Regions from separate parts of the Salmo salar genome. Here region 1 is linked to region 2. A link is a contact called in public Hi-C data. All regions are on one chromosome and are shown on one strand. The core of a region is the stretch at or near the end of the contact, and the rest is flanking DNA. Distances in the headings are between cores, read along the strand shown. Region 1 holds the start of LOC106588247 (histone-lysine N-methyltransferase 2B). Region 2 holds the start of olah (oleoyl-ACP hydrolase).

Region 1 (5,311 bases), core at 522-3,021, 440 kb after region 2:
CAAGGGCTGGTAAGTAAGCATTTCACTGTAAAGTGAAATTTACCCCTGCATAAACCTTACATGTGACAAATAAAATTTGACTTGATTTGAATAATGAGGCCTGTTTTACCTTGCTTCAAAGTTGCCTTGCGAAAATCCATCAGTAGAAACGTGGAGGCAATTATTTTATAAAGACTTCCTCATGCAATTAACTAGCATTTCTCTCCTATTCTATTTTCATATCAACTCTCTTTCGTTGTCCAGAATCCTACGGCACAATCCTAGTCATATTAGCAACACATCATAGCTGTTGCTATTAGATTCACACACCTCATTGCTAGAGTAATGCTTTTAATAGGTTAATGTTACATAGGCTTACGTTTTTGAAGTCATGTAAAAAAATATATTCTGATCGGTAGATCTTGGCTTGCATTTTGACTCAAAGTAATCTTCACTCAAAAATGGTTGGTGACCACTGGTCTCAGTAGACTAGTTCTAAATTGCTTGCCGAATGGGGCATGTCACGCAGCAATTAGCCTAGTTGTGAGCATGGCATGAGCGCCAATTTGATTGATAACGCGATGACAAGCTCACATAAAAGATAACTGTCAATACTAGTAGACTATGGTGGGAGAAGTCAGTTAAATATGAACTAGAACAAACTGCTCTAAGTTTAAATGACACACGGACCAAGCTTTTGGTGTAGCCCACTTAAAACATGCAGTGGAATGTCTCAAGATCGTTTCTGTTCCACAGGGCCAGACATCTTTCACTTACGATGGGGGCTGTCGGGAGTGGACTAAATGACAGATACTATGGCATAATCTGAACAGGGGCAACGTTGATACCAAATATGTTATAATGTGTCGATACTACATAGTGTGATGGTGGATGTGTGAAAATGTGACTGTGTTGCAAAAGTTGCTAAATAGATAGCATCACTTGCTAACTACATTGTTTTAGAAAAGCTAGTTAAATTGGCAGAAAAACTTGTATCCAGACAGAGTAATGTTGGCTACCGCCAATTTCAACGCCTAAAATCATCGATTATCAAAGATCCTGATAACGTTAATGTCAGTCTAGGAGGCTGTCAGGAGATGTTGTCACTGTTAACTACTAATGTTTACTTGTCACTGAGTACAGTGGATTGGTACAGTAACTAGCCAACATTTGAACCACAATCTGGATTTATAAAAGAGGCGTTGAATACGGCTTGAACGTCACCTGTAAACACAGATTCTGGTTCAGCAAGAATTGAAGTTTGAACAATTGTATAGTTGGATACCTACTGTAGCCAGGTAACGAACGTTATCAGACACTTTATTCTCAATATAATCTATATTACACAGCGAAGGCTGTGGAACATGCACGTGTTAATTGGGTCTGTGGTGTGGGGCTGTTACACGGCTTGGAAACTCACCTCTCCACTCCCGCTTGAGTAGAAACCCGCGTCTCTCTGGCGCCTATGTTTATCAGCAATCCCAAGTAAGCGCAGCAGCGACGGGTCCTCGCTCAACGTTAGTCCAATGTTGATGGGCCTCCGGCCTCCAGTGACTATCCCTCCACTTTCCGAGCCCAACCTTCCCCGCTGCGGACGTTTCTCCGATCGTAGCCGAATACGAGATGTCCATGGCCGGCCCGGGAAACGGGCCCGGGCTACGGCCGGCGTGCTGGAACCCGCGCCATTAGCGGGAGATGATAATCCCCCTCCCGCTGCCGCCATTATTCACTACTATAACAACAACGGTGGTAGTGCGCTGTGTCTGTAGCGCTTCTGGTGAAACAAGATGGAAAGGCGCGAGATCGGAAGGAAATACCATTGCATCATGGGAAAACGAGTTTGTTGTATTTCAGAATTCTCAGCATTCTTTTTGAGGGTTTATGAATGTGGAGTACATATACATTTTGTTTTATTCATGTTTTATATTTCAATTAAGTAAAAAAGTATTAAAAGGAACTAAAAGAACATAAACATACATGTATAGTAAAATGCATTATTATTCAGTATTCAGTCCACTTGCAGTAAATGTTTGCAACTTTAACCATTTTTTTCTCCTTCTGCCCACATGTTCCTCTCCTTTTTGCCATAATATGTATATATTGTTGTGCAGGTAACCACACAGATTCTTATTTGTAATGAGGATCTTAAGTGATCACAGCAATATAAAATACCCCTCAAAATCAATGTCATTCCATCTCTCTCTGCATTCCTTCTCCATGATACTCATTTCCATTTGACTCAACATCTACATCACATTTTACATTTTAGTCACTTAGCAGAAGCTCTTATCCAGAGCGACTTACAGTAGTGAATGCATACATTTGATACATTTTCCCCCCATACTGGTCCCCCGTGGTAATCGAACCCACAACCCTGGCGTTGCAAACACCATGCTCTACCAACTGAGCCACACCTGCCATTATTTTTTATATGACTCTCCAGAGTATCCATCTACTTCAACAGCACCACCCTTATATACCGTTTCTCTGCTGCTTCTCGACCAATCCCTCGTAAACCTATCTACTCTTTTCCTCCTCCACAGCACCATCCCCCTTTCCTGTTTCTCTGCTGCTCTTCTCCAGAATGGTTTTGACCTGGACCCATCCCTCCTTAGTCCATCTCCTTTTCTCCTCCACTTCTCTTAGCCAGGTTAATCTCCAGCTCACTCCTTAGCTGGTTCCAGGTGTTATTCTCCTCTTTCCCATTCTCAACTACAAGCAGTTGCCTTATTTTAGGCTTATTTTTTTACATTCATTCATCCTTGACCTCTCATCTTTTCCTTTTTCTGCCTTTGGATTTCCTTCTCATTCTCTATCCTCACTAGCTCCTTCTGCCACAACCTCAATGAATGGAAAAGATAAGCACCATACAATCTTACTCAGTATTCATCTTTTCCATTAATTTCAGGTTCACACACTAGTTTCCACTAATCTCAAATTCACATAAATTACAGACTCCAATTTAAAAATCACTCCTTACTATTTAATTATGGATGAAAAAAAATACAAGATCATATCACAACAACGACATCCTTCACAGAACAATATATTCTCCAGACCAATATATATAAATTGACATGATCAGAAGATGCCTTGACAGGAACGTAAACTAAATGATGAGTGGAATGTTGAAGGCGGTAGGTTGCCCAGCGATTAAGAGCGATGGGCCAGTAACTGAAAGGTCGAATCCCGAGCTGACAAATCTGTTGATGTGCCCTTGAGCAAAGAATTTCACCCTAATTGCTCCTGTAAGTTGCTCTGGATAAGAGCATCTGCTAAATGACTAAAATGTAAACCAAAAAAACCCATTGATTTCCTACTAAAATCAGTATGATAAGTTACTAAATCTTCTCACAATTGAGGTAATACGGAAATAGATTCCTACCCTGGAAGGGGGCTGGCAGTTGAAATTCACAATCATGTACACATCATTAGAGGGTTCTAAAAGCACTTCAAAATAATCAGTGGGAGCAACCAGGAACAAGCTAATGATCCAACTGAGTGCTTATCCATAATGGTATGTCACATACTCCAAACTCCCATCTTGAACATAAAAAACCCACCCACATCAATGCCTGTTTTAACTAAATTATATTTTCCAAACCCTTAAAAGCTGCAGCATCTAACTTTGTAGGTAACCCGACCAAATTCACATAGAAATATGAGTTATAGAAAGAAGCAACTCATTGAAAGCAAGTCTAAGAAGCCGTCGATCTGTTCTATGTGCGCCATTTCTATGATTCCCTTAAGTTTCGTTTTGCGGCTTTTACTTTTGGGTTTGTACACCAGCCTCAAACAGCTGACAATATATTTCACAGTGGTTTAGATGGTAGAATGATTCTCTATGCTATACATTGCCTAATTTTAGTTTGTGACAAAACAAGCAAACTATTAGAATTTTAGCAACCAGAAAATGTTAAGCAATTTCTGCATATTGCACCTTTAACCATTACATAAATTGTCCATGATGACATTCCCCTTTCCCCAGATTATCTATTTTCTTTGTCTGTTGCCTCTTCTCCCTCAGTGTGGGTCTTCTGGTGTGCCTTTAGGTTGCTCTCCCGGCCAAAGGTCTTGCCGCAGGTGGGGCAGTTGTGTTGGCCGTAGCCGTGAGCCATGACCATGTGGGCTTTGAGCTGCTCCGGTCGAGCATAGCTCTCTTCACATTCAGAGCAGGGGTGAGTCTTGAGAGGTGGAGGTGGCCGCCTGTGCTTCTCCTTCTTGTGGGCCCGGAGAAGGGCAACAGAGGAGAACATGAGGTCACACTCAGCTTCAGGACAGGGAATTTGGAGCTCCTCCTTATGGGGTGGACCCGGTCGTTTCCCTCCTTTTGCCACAAGCTCCTCTCCCCCATCGTCAGCTTTCCCACTCTTCTCTCCATTAGCTGCCTCTCGCTCAGCAGACTTTGGCTCAGCCACAGACACTTTCTTGGGAGGGCGTCCGCGTTTTTTGGCTGGGACTTTTGCATCGCAATGCCGATGACCCACAAAGTTCTCCTGGTGCAGCACAAGCTCCACCTCCATCTCAAACCTGCGGCCGCACTTGCCACAACGATGAGTCTTGGTGTCATCATCCTTCTCTTCCAGCAGCTGGGGGTGCTGGGTGAGGCAGTGGGTGCGTAACTGGTTTGGGCCCCGCAATACCATGCCACAGTCCTTGCACGCACACCGACGCTCCTTGCACAGCTGTCGCCGGTGGACTGTCAACTATGAGAGACATCAAGAGACAAAAAATTACAAAGAGGTTCAGGCAGGGTTTCCGTTATGAAAATGTGGCGCCGGACATTTGCCTGGCAGCATTTTCATTTACCGGACATTTAAAAAAGGTACCGGACCCATATGCATTGTAACATGATTAGGGCTTCCACCTACGGTTCTTAGAATGACAGAAAACACATTTAGTTTATGGTAATTGATCTTAACAGAACATGCAACGGGGTGCATCATTCTTACCAAACTCCCATGAGCAATTTGAAGATATTAGAATACATAGGTGGCGCGTACATAAGGCTAGGGGAAGCTGAGCTTTTTCAACAGTAAATTGAATTTCCAAAATGATATATCCTAATTAGCATACTGTCTATACAAAAAAATACATTCAATGATTCAAAATAGGCTACTACACCAGAAAGCATGATTTTGCCACAGAGGATCATTAAGTTAATTAAAAATCAAAAGCTGTGGATTGTTTAGAATGGCATAGCCTACAGTCGGAAGGGCCCGCAATTTGGGTGATTGATGAGTTGAGACTGTCAGTGAAAAGCAGAGACCCAGCCAGGCATACCACAATATTTAAAAATACAATCGCAGAAAAACTGTTTGGAAAACAAAAT
Region 2 (5,526 bases), core at 2,398-4,897:
TGATGTCACTTGTTAAATCCACTTCAATCAGTGTAGATGAAGGGGAGGAGACAGATTAAAGAAGGATTTTTAAGTTTTAAGCCTTGAGACATGGATTGTGTATGTGTGCCATTCAGAGGGTGAATGGTAGTAGGTGCCAGGCGCACTGGTTTGTGTCAAGAACTGCATGTACAAAGTGTTTGTTAGGTGTTAAGCCTGAGTTAAAAGATGCTTAAAATTACTAAAAGACAAAAAGCGATTGTAATTGTGTTGATTGTGCTTGGGAAAAAAGATAGACAAGGTTTTAAAAAGGTTGCGGTAATATTTCATTCAGTAGAGAAATGTGTCTGAGGCTTAACTAACTCTGTCCCCCAGCTCAATTTACCCCATAAGTTGTGCCAAGAGAGCCCTTTTTTTGAGGAAAAGCCATGTTTTCAAAACTGTAATGTTTACATGAACTCTGATAATCTCCAGGGATGCACAACATCCTGAAATATTTAAGCAATAAGGCCTGTCGTGCCTGGATACTTGAGTAAAAATAAATGTTTTGTTATATTCGTGGTATATGGTCTGTTCCCAAGAAAGCTAAGGTAACTGAGCTAAATGACTATCACCCCGTAGCACTCACTTCCGTCATCATGAAGTGCTTTGAGAGACTAGTCAAGGATCATATCACCTCCACCCTACCTGACACCCTAGACCCATTCCAATTTGCTTACCGCCCCAATAGGTCCACAGACGATGCAATCCCAATCACACTGCACACTGCCCTAACCCATCTGGACAAGAGGAATACCTATGTGAGAATGCTGTTCATCGACTACAGCTCAGCATTTAACACCATAGTACCCTCCAAACTCATCATTAAGCTCAAGACCCTGGGTCTCGACCCCGCCCTGTGCAACTGGATCCTGGACTTCCTGACGGACCGCCCCCAGGTGGTGAGGGTAGGAAACAACATCTCCACCTCGTTGATCCTCAACACTGAGGCCCCACAAGGGTGCTTTCTCAGCCCTCTCCTGTACACCCTGTTCACCCATGGCTGCGTGGTCTTGCACGCCTCCAACTCAGTCATCAAGTTTGCAGAAGTCACTACACTGGTAGGCTTGATTACCAACAACAACGAGACAGCCTACAGAGAGGAGATGAGGGCCCTTGGAGTGTGGTGTCAGGAAAATAACCTCACACTCAATGTCAACAAAACAAAGGAGCTGATCGTGGACTTCAGGAAACAGCAGAGGGAGCAGCCCCCTATCCACATCGACGGGACAGTAGTGGAGAAGGTGGAAAGTTCTAAGTTCCTCGGCGTACACATCACGGACAAACTGAAATGGTCCAACCACACAGACAGCGTGGTGAAGAAGGCGCAGCAGCGCCTTTAGTTACATCACCACACTCCCTCTCTTGCTCTTGGTCCTCATCTTTGTAAGTCACCTTGATTTTGCACCTGAGTGTTTTATCAGTTTCTTTATGAAAATATTTAGCAAACTCCATGACAGTACCTTAAGCAAGGTGCTATAGCAGCACACAAGTAGCCTACAAATGCATGCTGGGCCGGGCATGCGCTGAGCTAATTAAGTGAAGTAAGCGCTACTGGAGCGAAATTGGAGTGGGCTAGAAGGCCGATGCTTCAGCCTTTGCGAAACTCGCTCCAGACTCTAGTCAAATTGGGCATGCTCCACTCCTTGCTCCACTCCAGCTCACATACTCTGGTAGCTGTAGCTAGTTGGCTAGCTAGCAGCAAGCAAGGGATAAGAACTTTGCCACTGAGCATGGCAACGGAACATAAAGAACTAACGACTGGGTCATGTTTGTAAAGATCAAACTAATCTAACGAACGACTGGGTCGCGTCTCTAGCAATCAATAGATGAGTAAGTATTAATTTGCTTATAAAAAGTATGAAAATATCAACAACAACAAAAGTTTCGATCTTGTCTCATCGCTGCAACTCCCCAACGGGCTTGGGAGAGGTGAAGGTGGATTCATGCGTCCTCCGAAACATGACCCGCTTAAACGCACTCCTTAACACCCGCCAGTTTAACCGGGAAGCCAGCCGCACCAATGTGTCGGAGGAAACATCGTTCAGAAAGCGCAATGGGACAAGGAAACCCGGGTCTGTACTAACCGCTATGCCACTAAGGAGGCCCAAAAAATAAGTTTTAATACCGGTAAATGTGTGCTTTAATATTTTTTGGGGGCAACTGTGGTATAAGGGGGATAAACGCCTCTGTTCTGTACATTAATGTATATCAGCACGTCTAATGTACAGAACGTCTAATGTACAGAACGTCTAATGTACAGAACCTTGGCATTTATCCCTTACATATCTTTGTTAGAAAGAATAGTATATTTCCCTTGATGGAGTGATGCTGATTGTAAAAATGGGATAAACATACTCGTTCTCCCCTACACCCAGAATGCGCTGATTGGCCTGTTAGGCATGATTGAATAAGGCTTCAACCAATGACCCACAAAAGAGGGCATGTCCCATAGTGAGATGTCGAACCAAATCGACTGAAAGAGAATTACACTTTGTGAAAGAAAAACGTTGTCAGTGATCCTTTATGTATAAGGGATTTGACAATGCAATGCATAGGGACAAAACACACTTCCATCTCTAGTCCAAACTTTATCACTGGCCTCAGTACTATGCATCCAGAATAACATTATTTATATATTTAATATGGTATATAGTACTGTACATCCATAATTAAGTTATTTATATATTTAATATGATATATAGTACTGTACATCTGTAATTAAGTTATTTATATATTTAATATATAGTACATCTATAAATAAGTTATTTATATATTTAATATAGAGTACTGTACATCTATAATTAAGTTATTTATATATTTAATATAATATATAGTACTGTACATCCATAATTAAGTTATTTATATATTTAATATGATATAGTACTGTACATCTGTAATTAAGTTATTTATATATTTAATATGATATATAGTACTGTACATCCATAATTAAGTTCTTTATTTATTTAATAGAATATATATCAATTATATTAAATTAATTATTTACCATGCAATTCCACACTCCAGACTTCAGATGGCACTTTTGATCTATTTCAGCATCCGTTTACTAACCAAACCTGAAGAAGAGAAGAACCAGGGCTGTGGTAGCAGAGGCAGGGAAATACTTGGGACTGTAAGGATTTGCTGCAGAACAGCTGCAGGGGGTGTTGAGTGATAGTGTTCTGACACAGGAGGTTGGTGCCACCTTAATTGGGGAAGACAGGCTCGTGTTAATGACTGGAGCACAATGGGTGGAATGGTATCAAATACATCAAACACATGGTTTCCATGTGATTGATGCCATTCCATTTGCACCGTTCCAGCCATTATTATGAGCTGTCCTCCCCTTCAGTAGCCTCCATTGGTTCTGGAATAGGACTAGATAGGGTTAAATAGTGGAATGGGTTGGTGTTTTTTAGAGAGGGCTAATAGTTGGCAGGGCAATTTTCCTTTTTCCCAATTTTGTATTTATTACCTTATTAGGAATTTGATGTCGGTTGGCCGTGAATGGCCTCACACACCAGCACAATAGGTGGCAGTGTATGCATCTAAAAGTTGGATGCGATCTGCCAGCCAATTCGCTAAGAAGAAGAACAGGAAGAGAAGAACCAGGAAGCTTTAAAATTGAAGGAAATGCTTTGAGAAAATGTGAAGTGCCACGTCTATTTAACAGGTATTTACAGTATGACATACTAGTTTACTCTTAGAAATTCTTCAGTGACGTGAGATTTAGTAAGCTACATCAAGTGTAAGAACTGGATCTGGCAGTAATGTGACCAGAATTCAAACAAACATGATTCGTTTGCGGTAGCTTATAAACCTATACATTGCACCTGGTATATATATATATATATATAAAAAAAATATTGCGTTTTGGTGTGTCCTTTGCATCCTGATGCACAGGAAATTAAGGGGGCTTTCGCACCAAATTGGTTTCGAGCGTTTTTTATGAACTCTCGCATATTCGCCCTTATTTCGGTTCGTTTGGACGGGTGTGAACTCTATCAGCACACGGGAGCGCACCAAAACAACGCACTGTGGGGGTGGTCTCGGTCCGATTCCATTCGTGACGTGGTGCCAGTCTGGACCAAAAACAGGAAAATAACCGGAGGCACGCAGTATTATTGGTTTGACTGCGAACATTCGATGATACTCACGCAGTAGCTTACCATAACTTGATATGTCTGAAACATTATGTGAGTAGTCAGCGCATTTATGAGAACATGCTGATTAGGGCCCGAGTCTATACCAGGGATAAAGACTACTGAATTTATTTACCCTATTGACGGAGTGGTTAGAGCGAGTGGTTATTGTGCTGTTTTCTCCTGCATGTTGTTGGAAGACGAAAGTGATATGAAGTTTGAGAGACAAGTTATGCTTCTTGATAATCAATAATGGATTAAACATGAGCATTTTTTTTCTCCAATAAACAAATACTTGCATGAACACATGGTTTTGTTAGGCGTTTTAGTTTGTTTGACATTGGGCAATCAGAAACCAATCAGATGCCTCAAGTCCTCAACTGGCAGCTTCATTAAATAGTACCCTCAAAACACCAGTCTCGAGGTCAACAGTGAAGAGACGACTCCAGGATGCTGGCCTTAGCAAATAGCATATTCAATTTTACCACATTATACATACATTATCCTTATCCTCATTTCTCTTGTCAAATACAGTAGAATGGACAAGGTGATCAACTGCTTCAGTAAGAGACCTGATGCCGTGGCCAGGCTGATATGCTTCCCATGGGCAGGTGGAGGCTCCATACACTATGCACGCTGGGGGAAAATCCTCACCTCCATTGAAGGTAATGATGATGATGATAATAATAATAATAATACATAGCCATTTTCAAAGACCCAAAGGCGCTTTACGTAAGGTACTATTATTTTTAGAGCCCGACCGATAAATTGGTTGGCCAATATTAGTCTTTCACAGAAATATTTGTCGGCCTTTATTCCGCATATAATCCTGCGATATTATATACATAGAAGTAACGAATACAGTAGGTCTTCTCATTTGCTGTCATTTTTAGAATTTTTCAATGGTTGCCTAAAGATGGCACTCTACGAGCTGCTTATTGAACAACATTCAGCCCTAAGTCGAGAGAGAGAGTAGGCATGGTGGTTTGACGGTGAGTAGCTTGCCACATCTAGTGACGGCATATTTGAATAAGTAAATAATCAGAAGTACACTTCACCAAGCAAACAGCCCTGTCCTCATCCCATTCTCACTTAGTTAATGTTAGCTGGCTAGCTAGACAGCTATGTAGTTAGGCTCTATCTAGCCGGCAAGATACCTTTGGGCATGTAGTGTGTGTGGACACCTGCTTGTCGAACATCTCATTCCAAAATCATGGGCATTAATATGGAGTTGGGCCCACCTTTGCTGTATAACAGACTCCACTCTTCTGGGAAGGCTTTACACTAGATGTTGGAACATTGCTGCAGAGACTTGCTTCCATTCAGCCACGAGCATTAGTGAGGTCAGGGACTGATGTTGGGCGAT

Evidence for each region. Hi-C and Micro-C count contacts between places; a contact is called where the count stands out from the background.
Region 1: a Hi-C map of muscle shows a contact between it and region 2, with 4 times the contacts expected there. The contact joins the promoter of LOC106588247 here to the promoter of olah in region 2. A contact is called at or near these places in 3 of 3 Hi-C or Micro-C datasets (blood, gill and muscle).

What each region holds. Positions count from the first base shown.
Region 1 is chrssa27:5,891,433-5,896,743 of Ssal_v3.1, forward strand. It overlaps LOC106588247 (histone-lysine N-methyltransferase 2B), which reads right to left and starts at 1,772. Exons shown (of 38, transcript XM_014177065.2): 1 at 1,400-1,772. The coding sequence starts at 1,702. LOC106588248 (putative zinc finger protein 66) reads right to left here. Exons shown (of 5, transcript XM_014177067.2): 5 at 2,941-4,685. The coding sequence ends at 3,969.
Region 2 is chrssa27:5,450,828-5,456,353 of Ssal_v3.1, forward strand. olah (oleoyl-ACP hydrolase) reads left to right here and starts at 3,648. Exons shown (of 7, transcript NM_001141261.1): 1 at 3,648-3,691; 2 at 4,695-4,825. The coding sequence starts at 4,699.